Regions from separate parts of the Gossypium hirsutum genome. Here regions 1, 3 and 4 are each linked to region 2. A link is a contact called in public Hi-C data. All regions are on one chromosome and are shown on one strand. Each heading gives the region's core, a stretch centred on a gene start, on an enhancer-like site or on the middle of the called end of the contact. The rest is flanking DNA. Distances are from core to core; before and after follow the strand shown. Region 1 holds the start of LOC107952063 (ethylene-responsive transcription factor CRF1). Region 2 holds the start of LOC107952066. Region 3 holds the start of LOC107952073. Region 4 has its middle 16 kb from the start of LOC121212583.

The links. Hi-C and Micro-C count contacts between places; a contact is called where the count stands out from the background.
Region 1: a Hi-C map of leaf shows a contact between it and region 2, with 2.7 times the contacts expected there. The contact joins the promoter of LOC107952063 here to the promoter of LOC107952066 in region 2. A contact is called at or near these places in 4 of 34 Hi-C or Micro-C datasets (hypocotyl and leaf).
Region 3: a contact with region 2 is called in a Hi-C map of leaf, with 4 times the contacts expected there. The contact joins the promoter of LOC107952073 here to the promoter of LOC107952066 in region 2. A contact is called at or near these places in 5 of 34 Hi-C or Micro-C datasets (callus and leaf).
Region 4: a contact with region 2 is called in a Hi-C map of leaf, with 3 times the contacts expected there. The contact joins the enhancer-like site here to the promoter of LOC107952066 in region 2. A contact is called at or near these places in 5 of 34 Hi-C or Micro-C datasets (leaf and petal).

What each region holds. Positions count from the first base shown.
Region 1 is chrA02:47,440,876-47,443,963 of Gossypium_hirsutum_v2.1, reverse strand. LOC107952063 (ethylene-responsive transcription factor CRF1) reads left to right here and starts at 1,317. Exons shown (of 1, transcript XM_016887307.2): 1 at 1,317-3,088. The coding sequence starts at 1,936. The coding sequence ends at 2,919.
Region 2 is chrA02:47,278,794-47,282,243 of Gossypium_hirsutum_v2.1, reverse strand. It overlaps LOC107952066, which reads right to left and starts at 2,168. Exons shown (of 2, transcript XM_016887308.2): 1 at 1,356-2,168; 2 at 1-497. The coding sequence starts at 2,019.
Region 3 is chrA02:47,068,391-47,071,487 of Gossypium_hirsutum_v2.1, reverse strand. It overlaps LOC107952073, which reads left to right and starts at 1,354. Exons shown (of 4, transcript XM_041085612.1): 1 at 1,354-1,546; 2 at 1,854-2,847. The coding sequence starts at 2,526.
Region 4 is chrA02:47,422,505-47,425,731 of Gossypium_hirsutum_v2.1, reverse strand. No RefSeq gene overlaps it. Among protein-coding and RNA genes, the nearest start is that of LOC121212583, 16 kb to the left of the region's middle. Within about 2 kb of position 1,816, at least 3 of the 9 cell types and tissues checked have an H3K27ac peak or open chromatin away from gene starts, as enhancers often do. A contact at or near this core is called in leaf, where this site is marked.

The DNA.
Region 1 (3,088 bases), core at 68-2,567, 160 kb before region 2:
AAAACAGTAAGCGGTTTTTAATTGTAAATACGGACCAAGGCCGGGCCAAAAACCTTACCCAAGGCTCGACCCATTTTCTAAACAGACCTTTTTTTTTTACCTTAGCCCATTTTTTGATCTTATATTTTTACCCAGAACATCTTATTTTTTGAGTAGGTCAAGTCAGGTGTCCGACCCCATGAACAACTCTAGCGCCTACCACCAATAGGAGGAGGGGAGAGAGAGAGAGAGCACCAAGTAACATAAGGCTAGGCAACATCATTGCACCTTCAACATGTACACCTTGAGTATGGGATGCCATGTCGGATGTCGCAATCAGGCTCTAAACAAAGTGTCAAAAGCCACCATGAACCCTCACATGAAAAATGAAGAAAACCTAAGGACGCCGGTATTAATCTAGCTATTAGACTCATAGAGCTTTAAGAGTTGACATCGATAGAAACACAGTAGAAAAGAAACCTAACAAGCATAAAAGGAAACAAGGGGCCAAATTAGAAAAAAAAGAAAAACCCTCATGAATAATGTTTGAAAATTGATGGATAATTAGTATTCTGACATTTGAATGTTTGATGATATTTTTTTCCCTTATAGTGAAAATTTATCTTGAAAAATGGCATAATAGCTTATTTGAAAATTCAAAAAATGTGTGTAGTTAGGCATGTTACTTCCTTTTCATCTATTCAAAGAAAGGTATATTTCATACATCAATTATGGCTTCAATAGATACTTCCATCAAATTTCATTACAATACAATTTTTCAATTAATTTCTGAAAAAATCAATTTGAAGAACACAATTATTGTTTAAGTAGATTTTGAAATCTGTAATTACTTTTTATATAAAATATTTAAAATTATTCATAATCCTTTTAAATAAGAAGATAAAAGTGGTTGAGCGCATTTAAACTCTTATCCTCTTATATTAACAACAGTATTAATATTAACTAAGCTAGTATTACAATTGAAACGTGAATGGCCAGTTTGGAATACAAAATTTAATAGCTAATAATGATGATTAAGTTAAGACGTAACCATTATTATGACTGGTCATTGTTTTTATTCGTAGTGTTTTCATTAACCTTTGGGAGAAATAATTACAAAAATTTTCATCAATATCAACAAACTGGATTACACCATACATATCTGTCTAAACACTAATAGTTGAGAAATAATCCAAACCCGAAAATCAAACGAAAACGGCAAATGAACCCAACGATTATTATTATATAATTGTCTGCTAAAAATTCTCTTTTGTTTAACTTATATAATCAAAATGAGTTACCTTCAATTAAAAAACCCAACTTGATTAGTGGAATATATATACAGACAAGTTGAATACTCTGTTTTCATATTTTAGCTCTGCTGCACTCTTCTTTCTTATCAAATTTTCTGGTCCCTCTCCATAACATTTCTTCTTTCTTTTTACTTTTCTGGACCAAGTATCCTCAAAAATCAACTTGGGTTCTTTATTTCTTTTAAGACGTAGATTCCAAAGTTACCAAAAAATAGCTAATTTATGCTCTCAGTTAGGTGACTGTGAAAAGCACTGGTTTTTTTTTTTTCTGAGAGAGATATTTATTCTCTATCCCTTTTTCCACAAAAGCCATTTGCTTGCGTTTGGTATTTTTTTTTTTAACTCTGCGACTTTTTTGCTCACAAAAATTTCATCTTTTTTGGCTCACTCTTGGTTTTCTCGTCGTTTGATGAACTTTTTGATGAAGAGATTAATGGTGGATTTCTCTTCGTTTCAAGCTTCTCTTTAACGTGTTTGTTCTTTCTTTCTTTCTTTTAGTTCTTCAGCTTTCCCTTTATTCTCCTCGCGTCTCGACTCTCAAAGCCCAAAGGAATCTCTTTCCTTTTGATCTTCCTTTTTATTTCACTTCATACTCTTACTTAAAACCACAAACAAAAAAAAAACCCAGAAAAACCCAGAGAAAATGGATCCTTGTTCAGTTTCTTTAATCAAATACACTGAGCACCGCAATGAAACTAAGCTCCTTTCGCCATTGGTAAATGGAAGAGTCGAGAATAAGCCAGAAATGAAGCCTCGAATTGTACGAATTTCAGTTACTGATGCTGATGCTACTGATTCTTCTAGCGACGATGAAGAAGAAACACGAATGATACGACGCCGTTCTAGGAACAGAGTCAAGAAGTTCGTCAACGAGATTACCATTGAGTCAACAAATCCCACAGAGTCGAGGTGTGTTCGAAAAAAGCCGGCGGCGGAGAAGTTAAAAGTTAAAGCGGCGGCGAAAGTACCGGCGGGGAAGAAGTTTAGAGGGGTAAGGCAACGACCTTGGGGAAAATGGGCAGCGGAGATAAGAGACCCGTTAAGACGTGTGCGGTTATGGTTAGGTACCTATAACACCGCCGAAGAAGCAGCAATGGTTTACGACAAAGCGGCTATTCAGCTACGTGGACACGACGCCCTCACCAACTTTACAACTCCTCCGATGAAAGACGAAAACATCAGCCAAAAACAGTTATCCAGTTCCGATTACAACTCCGGCGAAGAATCACACAACAGTTACCTTTGCTCTCCGACTTCCGTTCTCCGTTGCCCTTCGCTTTCCATCGACGAAGTCGATTCTCAAAGCTTCGAAAAATCGCGCGAAACCAGAAACCGACCTCGAGACGTCCCCGACGATTCTTGCTGCATATCGGGAGAAAACTTATCGGATTTCTCCGAACATTCATCCTTGTTCGCCGGCGACATATTCAGTTCAGTGCCGAGTTTGTTCGACGATCATACAAGTTTACACGAAGGGTTTTTGAAAGATGATTTTGGTTACGGGTATTTGAGTTCGGGTGGGGATTTCGAATTCGGGTTTGGTACCTTCTCGAGCTGGCAATATGTAGATGATCATTTCCAAGACATCGGGGATTTGTTCGGGTCGGATCCTCCGTTAGCCTTTTGACAGTGGTTTTATTTATGTTTTTTTTTTCCTTCTTTACCCCTCGTGTAATGCCGGTTTTACGGTAAGTTTTGTATCGGCGGGAACTGAAAATACCGTATTTGTGTTTTCTAATTTATTTTATTTCTTAGATAATTTCTATGTTTTTTATTAATTACTAAAATGAGAGTAA
Region 2 (3,450 bases), core at 919-3,418:
AACCTCTGGTGCAGGCAGAGAATGGTTGATGGAAATAAATCCATCACTGTCATCATCAGAGTCAGTATCAGAGGAAACAGAACTTTCCTCGGAGAAACAAAGCCCAGCCAAAGGAAAGCCATTGATAAGATCCCCAGACCTATGCTCAGACTCCGTTCGATGTTCAGGCTGTACTGAATCCATAACATCTTCCCTTGGTGTGGCAGAGCCTCTGTTAACCTCATTGATATCAGAAACAATTGTTGTCGTTGAGCAATGATTAACAGGACAACCATTAGGCCTGCAAATAGGCTCTTGACGTTTCCTCATCCTTAACTTCTCAGATAATGCATCGTTATTACCATTTTCACCCTCACCTACATCTGTAGTTGAAGTTTGTTTTCTTTTGAGAGTTGGAGTCACAGTTTCCACACTCGGATTTTCTACTGGTGCACAATCATCATCACTATCGATATCAACAATCTCAACAACGTTTTGAGATGGAGGTCTCCAACTCCCTGGCACGCAAGATTTCAGGAAGAATAAGTTAAACCGGAAGATATTAAAGGGGGAAAACACTTTACAAGTTCCACAACAGGTAAGTATTGCTCATAGATATACATTTAGCATAAGCACTTAGAATATGTATTTCGATTTTTCGACACCCGAATCAAACTCCAGCTAGTTGTATATACATTCTATGATCTATACATGCAGAACTAATTTTCTCATGAAGCATGGTGAATGAAGTACACATTGGTACGAAAAAAAAAAAGGCTAAATGTTTTGAATTTCCTGCAATAGAACATAACCTTTAGAGCAAATTGCTTATCCTGCTATACAAGTATCAGTATTTATTATTTGATACAGAGCATTATTGAGGGTTGGACCCTCAACAAGTCCGGTATTATATTCTTGGAGCGCCTATACTCCATTTTAACCCCAAAATTTTGTCCCAGTGGTACTCATCTTACCCATAAATGCCTATATGCGATAGGGAATGAATTCAAACCACACCATAAAACTCTCAAGTTTCTCCTGGCACTGTTTGCGACTCCTGGCACCAGCATGTGGCGTCTCCATGCCCCGTTCATGGACAGGGCAAAAGCTCGACGCTAAAACGGAGCATAGAACCCCGAGACAGAATACTAGACCTTTTGAGAATCCAACCCTAAAAAAAAAATAAAAAGGCGCTGGGACTTGTTGAGGATCCGACCCTAAAAAATATCACCATCAGTCCTTAACCTGAAATGATACTGAAACCTTCATATGCATAGCAATCTTGAATATCAACTCTAGCATGAATTTAACCAACCAAACAACAATATAAACACGAAAACAAAATAAAAAAAGGTTCAGGAATGTTGAATTTTTACCAGCATTTGGTGAATAAACGTTAGCTTCAATAGGTTTTAGCCTCCCATTTTCGGAAACCCCAATTTCTCCCCCAATCCTATTGTTGTTCTTGGAATCATCTTCATCTTGTAGAGTATTAAAACCAGTCTCTAAACATAAAACCCTCTTATCCAACTCCTCGAATCTCTTCCTCAGTATTTCCAACTCAGATTCAGCTTTGGCTTTCTCATTTTCAAGCTCGCAATTCTTGCTTCTCAAATTTATAATTTCGTGTTGTTTCTCATACATACCCTTCACTTCCTCCGACAATCTATTACACCTTTCCTCAGCAGACTTTCCTCTTTCCCTCAAAACCATATTTTCTTCCCGCAACTTCGAAACCTCACCCCTCATGTCCTCCAATTCTTTCTTGCATTTCCTCAGATCATCCGCAAAACCCATTTTTTCCAACCTCTCTTCTTCGAATTTGTAGGAAAATGAATCCTTTGCATGTTTCAGTGACTCGATTTCCAGCTTTGATTTCTGCTCTCTCGCCAAAAATTCCTTTTCTACCATGGCGAAATCGTTGGAACGAAAAGTGGATTTTACAAGAGAAATCATTTTGGGAATGCTCCAAGTGCTGATATTCCCAATTTCGTTGTCACCCAAATCTGTCGAAGTAATAATTTCATTCTTAATAGCCATTATTTGTGAAATTGAAAACAAAACAAAGAAAAAGGGATATAAAGCGTCGTGAAGAAGAAGCAGAAAAGGAAAAGACTCTCAGGAATTTGTCCTTATTTTGGTGCCCTACTGAGGCTAAATACTTGAGTAGGTTGTACTTAGCCCAAACTCGAAACCAAATATGGCGCACTACAAGTTTTTTGGGTAAAACTTACATAGAAGTCCCTTTATTACGCTAGCTGTTAAATCCTTATTTTGGTATAATACTCTAACTTTAGCCCTCCAATTTTTACACTTTTATTTGATTTGGTCTCTATTCTTTTATTTTAAATAAATTGGTCTTTATCTTTCGCACTATTTTGTTTTATATAATATATTAATAATTAATTAAAATTAAAAATCATAATTTCCAATAATTATTAAAAGAAAAACTCTTTAAATTAAGAAGAAAATGTGAAATAAGAGACGAAAATGATATGCACAAATTGGCTTGACCCATGGATATTGCCATAGTATAAATATTTTCACTACTAGACAAAAAAGAGGTGTTATATCTATTATCTAGTTTTAAATCGGTTACCTGAATATGAAAATGTGATGACGTTATCTACTTTAAAAAATAGGTGAATTAATTTTTATACATTAAATTAAAGAGTAAATTAATCCTTCATGTTAAAAATTTTAAGGTAAACTACACAAATAGTTACTGAACTATGCATATATTTTTGTTTTGATCATCTAACTTTAAAATTTTTCAATTTAAGCATTAACGTTTGAACTCATTATTGTTTTTATCACATGCTGTAAATTGATAATAAAAAAGATTTTTTAATTGGTATAATGATACATTTAGTACTCTATACTTACATATTCTATCAATTTATCCTAATTCTAAATAATTTAATAAATTTAACCCTTCACATTTACAAATTCTATCAATTTGATCCTCAAACTTCCTAACCAAAGTTTTTATATTTTAAAACAAAGTCATTCCACATCTATAAAATCACAAAACCCGAAAAGATTATATATATAATAAATAAATAAATAAATAAACCTTCTCTCCACTAAGTACTAACAAGTCGTTTTCCAAGTCAATTCTTGATACCAATAAGTTTATATTAAATTCTTTTCTTTTCTTTTTTTTTTACATTAGTTTTCTTCTAAAGATAATATTTTATAACCCTTTAACCAATAAAATTTTGGCTAAAGAAAATAGAAAAACCGTTAAAAAAGCCACTTTAGATTTACTATTATTGTTAACAGTATTATATTTCCTTTAAGATATATAGAAATAATCCTCGAAGTTGGTTTTTGAAATTGAAAATTAAATCTAGAGTTAAAAAATATAACTTTGAAAAATCTAATTGCTCAATCAATAATTGCATAAAAAAATTTATGAACATTTAATATTTCATAAGAAAAAAATGTGAAAGAATTAATTAAATTTCT
Region 3 (3,097 bases), core at 105-2,604, 210 kb after region 2:
TCATAAATTCTAACTCAATGGTCCTATATTTTACTTACATAAAAAATAAAAAAAATTATGTTAAAATAACATAAATTATCAAAACAAAATAAACCTAATTGGACTATATGTTATTATTTGCATCTAATAATAAACAAAAAAATGTTAATAAAAAAATATAACAGAAACAAACCTCCACACTTTCTTTCAAACAAAAATAGTACCTTACAAAAATAATTTTTAAAAAAAATCAAACTATCAATAAATCAAAAACATTTGTCCAAAAATTCAAAAACAACAAAAATTAACATTTATAACTTATAAATCACAATAAACACTGAACTAAACGAATATTTTATGAATACTAAAAAATTACCTTTTTTGATATTTTTTGTTAAAATCCTAAACAAAATTCTCTTTTGATCTTTTTTTATATTTTTTTCAAACCCTAAACAAAACTCTCTAATCCTTTTTAACCTTAAAAAAAACCCCTTAATTCTTTTTTTCTATACCCTAATAAAAAAACCCTGTAATCGCCTTTTTATTCAAACCCTAAACTCTAACAAAATCCTTTTGTTCAAACCTCAAATCCTTAACAAATGTTTTTTTTTCCGGCTCTTCTCTATTTTGTAAATCTTTTTTTCTGTTTTTTTCCTTCTTCTCATTCTCTTCTCTTTTGATCTAATCTGTTTTCTTTTTTCTTTTTTTTTCTTTTTCACTTTGAGGGACCATGGTTATAAGGTCCCACAAACCCAATTTCACAAGACCTTAAGGGTCTCGTCCCATCACGACGCAGTAGTCGAGGGAATTAGGGTTGACACGATGCCACCTGTCAAGAGGGCTTCACCAGTGTCGCCTGGCACCCACCCTTCACCCAATTTTTTCGATTTTTCTTTTTGTTCATTTTCATTTTATATTTATTTTGTATTTATACTCACCTATTAAAAAAGTGTTTTTTTCACTATCAGTTAGAGAAGTCTGAAAATAGAGGTGGTGCCACCTATGCACCACCCTCTACCATCCCTGATATACCATTTTCGTAAATAATTCAGTTGGTTACCATTTTAGAATTTTTTTTTATATTATATATGCAAAAAAGCATAAATCTAAATTTGTTTTAAAGATAATTAATACCTAAACTTGAATATCTTACTTATATTGATACATGACTAATGTTGTTGGTTTTGTGTTCACACGTGCTATAAAAATATAAAAAAATTCGTAAATTAAAAAAGTTATTAATAATTAACGTTGCTTCAGAAACAGGAAAAGAAGATTTGCGATGCGATCCAAAACAAATGTCAATTATGCAACCTATATCCTTGGAACTCTGTTCCGTTTATATTATAACTCCTAAACGCCACCGTTTCCTTTCTCGGTTCAAAGTCTCCCTTTTTTTTCTCCCCCAGTTCCTATTCTGACTTTTTTTTTTTTAATCTACCCTTGTATGTCTGAGCTTCTTCTTTTTTCTCTAAAATATTGATGAAAAATCAAGTATTTCAAGTTTGGAAGTGGTGAATGTGGAAGCTGTCCAAATTAGTGTACAAAAAAAGGTCTCCTTTTTAAGGTTAGAAACCTTCAACCTCTTCTTCTTCTTCATATGTATTTAGACTGTTTTGAGGTTGCTTTTGATTAATTCTGTGATGAAAAGGTTCTTATTCTAGCACAAAAATTGGGTTTATGTTAAATATGGAAAGAAATTATGTTTCTTTGACGGGATTTTTTCTACTGCTAGTTGTTGTCGATTGCTCAAGTTCTGATCCAAAGGTGAGTTTTTTTTTTTAAAACGGAGAATGTTGATTAAATTGTTTAATTTCATTCATGGGATCAAATAAAATTTCTCATTGATTTTTCCTTTTTAGGGGAATGAACAGACTGGTTTAAATCAGAAATTAGATGGCACAGTGGAACCGGTGAAAGAAAATGGTAATTCTAAATCTGTTTCAGATTCAATTGGAATTAAAAACTTGAAAGGAAATGGAGGAGATCAAACTAATGGATCAAAATGAGATATTGGGAGTTTTACAAGTAAGAGTAATTTGAAACTGCAATCAGGTTCAAATGGAGGTGAGAATTTGGTGAAGGATGGGAAAGATTCAAGTAGTGAAGCAGAAGGAAAGTCAGACAATGAACAAGGAGGTGATATTGAGCACAAGGGTCGGGAAGAATCACATGTTGAAACCGGAGGAAAGACCAATGGTGGAGAAGGTGATAATGTGCAAAAGGCTTAGCAAGAATCACATTTTGATGCCGGAGGAAAGGCGGATGGTGGAAAAGGTGATAATGAGCACAAGGGTAAGGACGAATTGCGGTTTGAAGCCGGAGGAAAAGTGGACAATACAAAAGGTGATAACGAGTAAAAGGGTAAGGAAGAATCGCAGTTTGAAGCCAGAGGACAGGCAGATGGTGGAAAAGGCGATAAGGAGGGTCAGGAATCCAAAGGAGCAGTAGATGGTGCGAAAGAAGGTGATAATGAGCAAAAAGGTCAGAAAGAATCAAATCTTAAAACCAGAGGAGAGACGAATGGTGCAAAAGAAGGTGATAACATGCAAAAGGGTTTGGAAGAATCAAAACATGATAACAAAGGGAATACAGATGGTGAGATAGAAGGTAACAATGTGCCAAAGGATCAGGAAAAGTCAAATATTGAAGCCAAAGAAAAGATGGATGGTGAAGAAAAGGAAAAACCCGATGATAGTGAAGATCATAAGGAAGTTAAGTCCGAGAAAGACAAGACCCAGAAGTTGGTTATGCCACCACCACCACCAACATGGAAAGATGGTTTTCGGGGTGAAGAATGTGATCCTTCTAATATGTGTATGGACAAGAATAAACGGTTTGCTGCGTGTTTGCGAGTCCCAGGAAATGGTAAGTGTCATCTAACTAGGCTATCATTTTGACTCTTTTTATTTTTCTGGTAATGTGATTGCAAATATCTTATTTCTTTTATTGTGATTTGTGAGATTTAACATTCTACATTGTAGACATCTATGGAAGTTTTTAACATTGTAAAAAAGTATGATATAGAGTTTAGACAAAATTTGTTTCTCTCTTCCTCGCTTAATTATTCTGCATTGTAAAATTCGGCCTTTTTTAACTTTTGTCTGAAAATGTTACA
Region 4 (3,227 bases), core at 567-3,066, 140 kb before region 2:
AGAAGTCGATGAATTTAGGTACACTTCTGCATCTAGTTTTGTTCTTGATTTATTCTTATGATTTGGCATGACAGATCCTGGTTTATAGTTCTAATTTTATATTAAATATTATTTACGGTTCTAACAAATCTCACTTATCAGATTCCATTGTGAAAAACACAATTTTTTTCTGAAGAATTCACCATGATGTATGTGATCCATGCATAATATCATAAAAAATTTATTCAAATTTTACAGTGTTACTTAATATCAGCAATAGGTCTGAAACAGTATCTAAAATATCAAATTTAGATATTTATATACATAATTTAAAAATAAAATAACTCATATACAATTTAACATCTAGATTCATTCTTTAAATATATATCACATCTTCACTCAATAATAAGACGTGATTCAAATTCTTTTATATTTATTTTAGTTAATTAATTAGAATCATTGTAATTTTAAAAATAATTTTTTTTTCTAATTTGTGGAGTACATCATACATATCTAATAACAATTTCGGAATAAACACATGGAGGGATTATTTGTCTTTTGAAAGTGTGGATAAATCATTTTAAAATAAAACACATACCTTATATATAATAATTAAATTAAATAAAATTTAAAAGAATCTAAAAATTTCCTAATTGACTCTTGGCTAAAGGTATCCATGCGCTGGTCGGGTCCTAATAAAATTTTAGGCCTGTTTGATAGGTCTGACTCGGATAAAAATACTAAAACTCGGGCCCAACCCGATCCATCCATATTAAAATTTAAAAGAATTTGAAAATTTGCTAATTGAGTTTTAGCTAAAGGTGTCCATGAGTCGGACCGGACCTTAACAAAATTGTAGGCCCAACTCAATATATGGGCCTAAAATTTTACCAAAACCCGACTCGAATAAAAATACTAAAACTCAAGCCCAACTCGACTGGTCCGTATTGAAATTTTTTTATATTATTTTTATATGAAAAATAAAAAAAATAATCATCAAAAACACTAAAAAATTAAAATGAATGTTTCCCAATAAATTAAAAATAAGTACAACTTAACAAGTAAATGCCTCTAAAATAATAGTAAAGTTAATAATAAAACAAAAGTTATACAATATCCAATAATAACAACAAAATAGTAGCAACATAATAATAAAATGACAACAAAACAATAATTTTTTTTTTGCAAATTTGGGTCGAGTCCAACCTGAGCCAAAAAATCTTACCTGAGGCCTGATCTCATTTTCTAAATAAGTCTTATTTTCTGTACAAGACTATTTTTCGGGCCAATATTTTTATTCAATCTCTCTCATTTTTTAAGCGGATCGGGTGGTTCGATCCATAGACAGATCTAGTCTTAACTCGATTGACATCAATATTATTATCAATACAAAAAGATATGAGTTTAAACGTGTTATAACAAATTTATTTTTTAATTAAAAAAGAATTATAAATAATTGTAAGTATTGTATTAAAAATTTTAATATTTTAAATACATAAAAAAATTTAAAAGAAAAGAAAACATTAATAGTTAAAAAAAAACCACAATCACGTGTTGAGCATTGATTTCATTACAAAAAAAATCTGAGCAAAAGAGAGAGGAAAAACAAAAGCAAACATGAAAAAACCAAAAATATCTTTTTCTTTTAAACTTAAATAAAAAAAGAAAAGGTACTTCGTGCGTTAGTATTTTGGTGAAGGGGATGGCTCGAAATTTCAAGACTTTAAATAAAGGAAAAACACTAAAAAGCAAAGCGGAGTTTGTTATTCTGCAGGTCATACTCTGAAGATCAATCATGGCCGTACACGTTATGTCAGCTTAACGGTCATCATGTCCTCGTTAAGTGTAAGTGGGTGAGGACGTGCCCCCAATCCCCAATTCCCCACATCCGGGTCCACCCGCGCCCATCATTACTGTTTTGATTTTTTTTTTTAAAACCACAAATGGTCCAACACTAATTTAAACATGAAGATCTGCAACAGGAGGCGTAGTCATTTTCGTCATCGACACCACTATCGTGCTCCAATACTATTTTAAATGTTTTTCTTTACGGTTATTATTCTATTTTATGTATTTTTTTAAAATAGGTAAATTATATTTAAAGTTATTAAATTATTAGTAAGTTTATATTTTAATCATTTAATTTTAAAAAAATTATAAAATTTATTGAACTATTCAAAAATATTATTTAATTAGGTTGTTAGTATTACTATAATATGACTTTTTCTATTCATATCACTTGTACTAATCAGAAACTTTTTTTTCTGCAATTCAATTTTCATTTCATGACATAGCTTCGAATATAATAAATCTACGAATTAAAATCTAAACAATTTTCTTCTCTAATTTCCGACACTAACCGCCAAATTCACTTGGATCTAAGATATGTTCTTCTACTCACTGACAGGTACTGATACATTGTATTCATCATCAAATCATCACTTAGAACTCACTAGTGGAACTTTTAAAAAAACTGCCTAGTGATTTGAATAAAAAATTTTGAATAGTTCAATAATTTAAATAAAAACCTTTGAGACTATATTGTAACATTTTAAAATTAAGTAACTGAAACATAAATTTACTAACAGTTTAATAACATTGGGTATAATTTACCCTTAAAATATATACTATATTATATATTAAACTAGCTTTTTACTTCTATGCAAAGCTTATGTATCTTAATTAAAATATAAATTATTTAATAATTTTTAAAATTAATTAATAATGTCAAAATAAATTTAAACATATTAAATCATAATTTTTAAAAGTTTTTAAACCTTATAAAAAAATTGTATTCTAATAATGTATAGTATAAAATTTTTAAAATACTATATGAATAGTGGAAGCTTGATCTTGAAATGTGTCTTATGTTTGCAATTCGCGTATTGATTGGATAAGTGTTGAAGCGGTGCGAATTTAAGGTATTTTGAGAATATTATTTTTGTTGTAAATATATTAAATGGATGTCTATAATTTTTAAAAATTTATGAAAGTAATGAGTTAAAATCATTATTAAAGATGTTTAATGTATGTGTTAATGAATCAATTAAATAAGCTTCATTTATTTATGTTGTATTGAATGTTTATAACCTTTAAATATTTATAAAAGTAATGAGTTAAAACCTCATTCATTATTAAAGATTCTTAATGTACAGGTTAATAAAGTTAAATCACCCTAAACTCGGCCTAGACGTTATGAGCGAATCTGGTGATGTCACATGATAGTGTTACAATAAAACTGTTTTCAT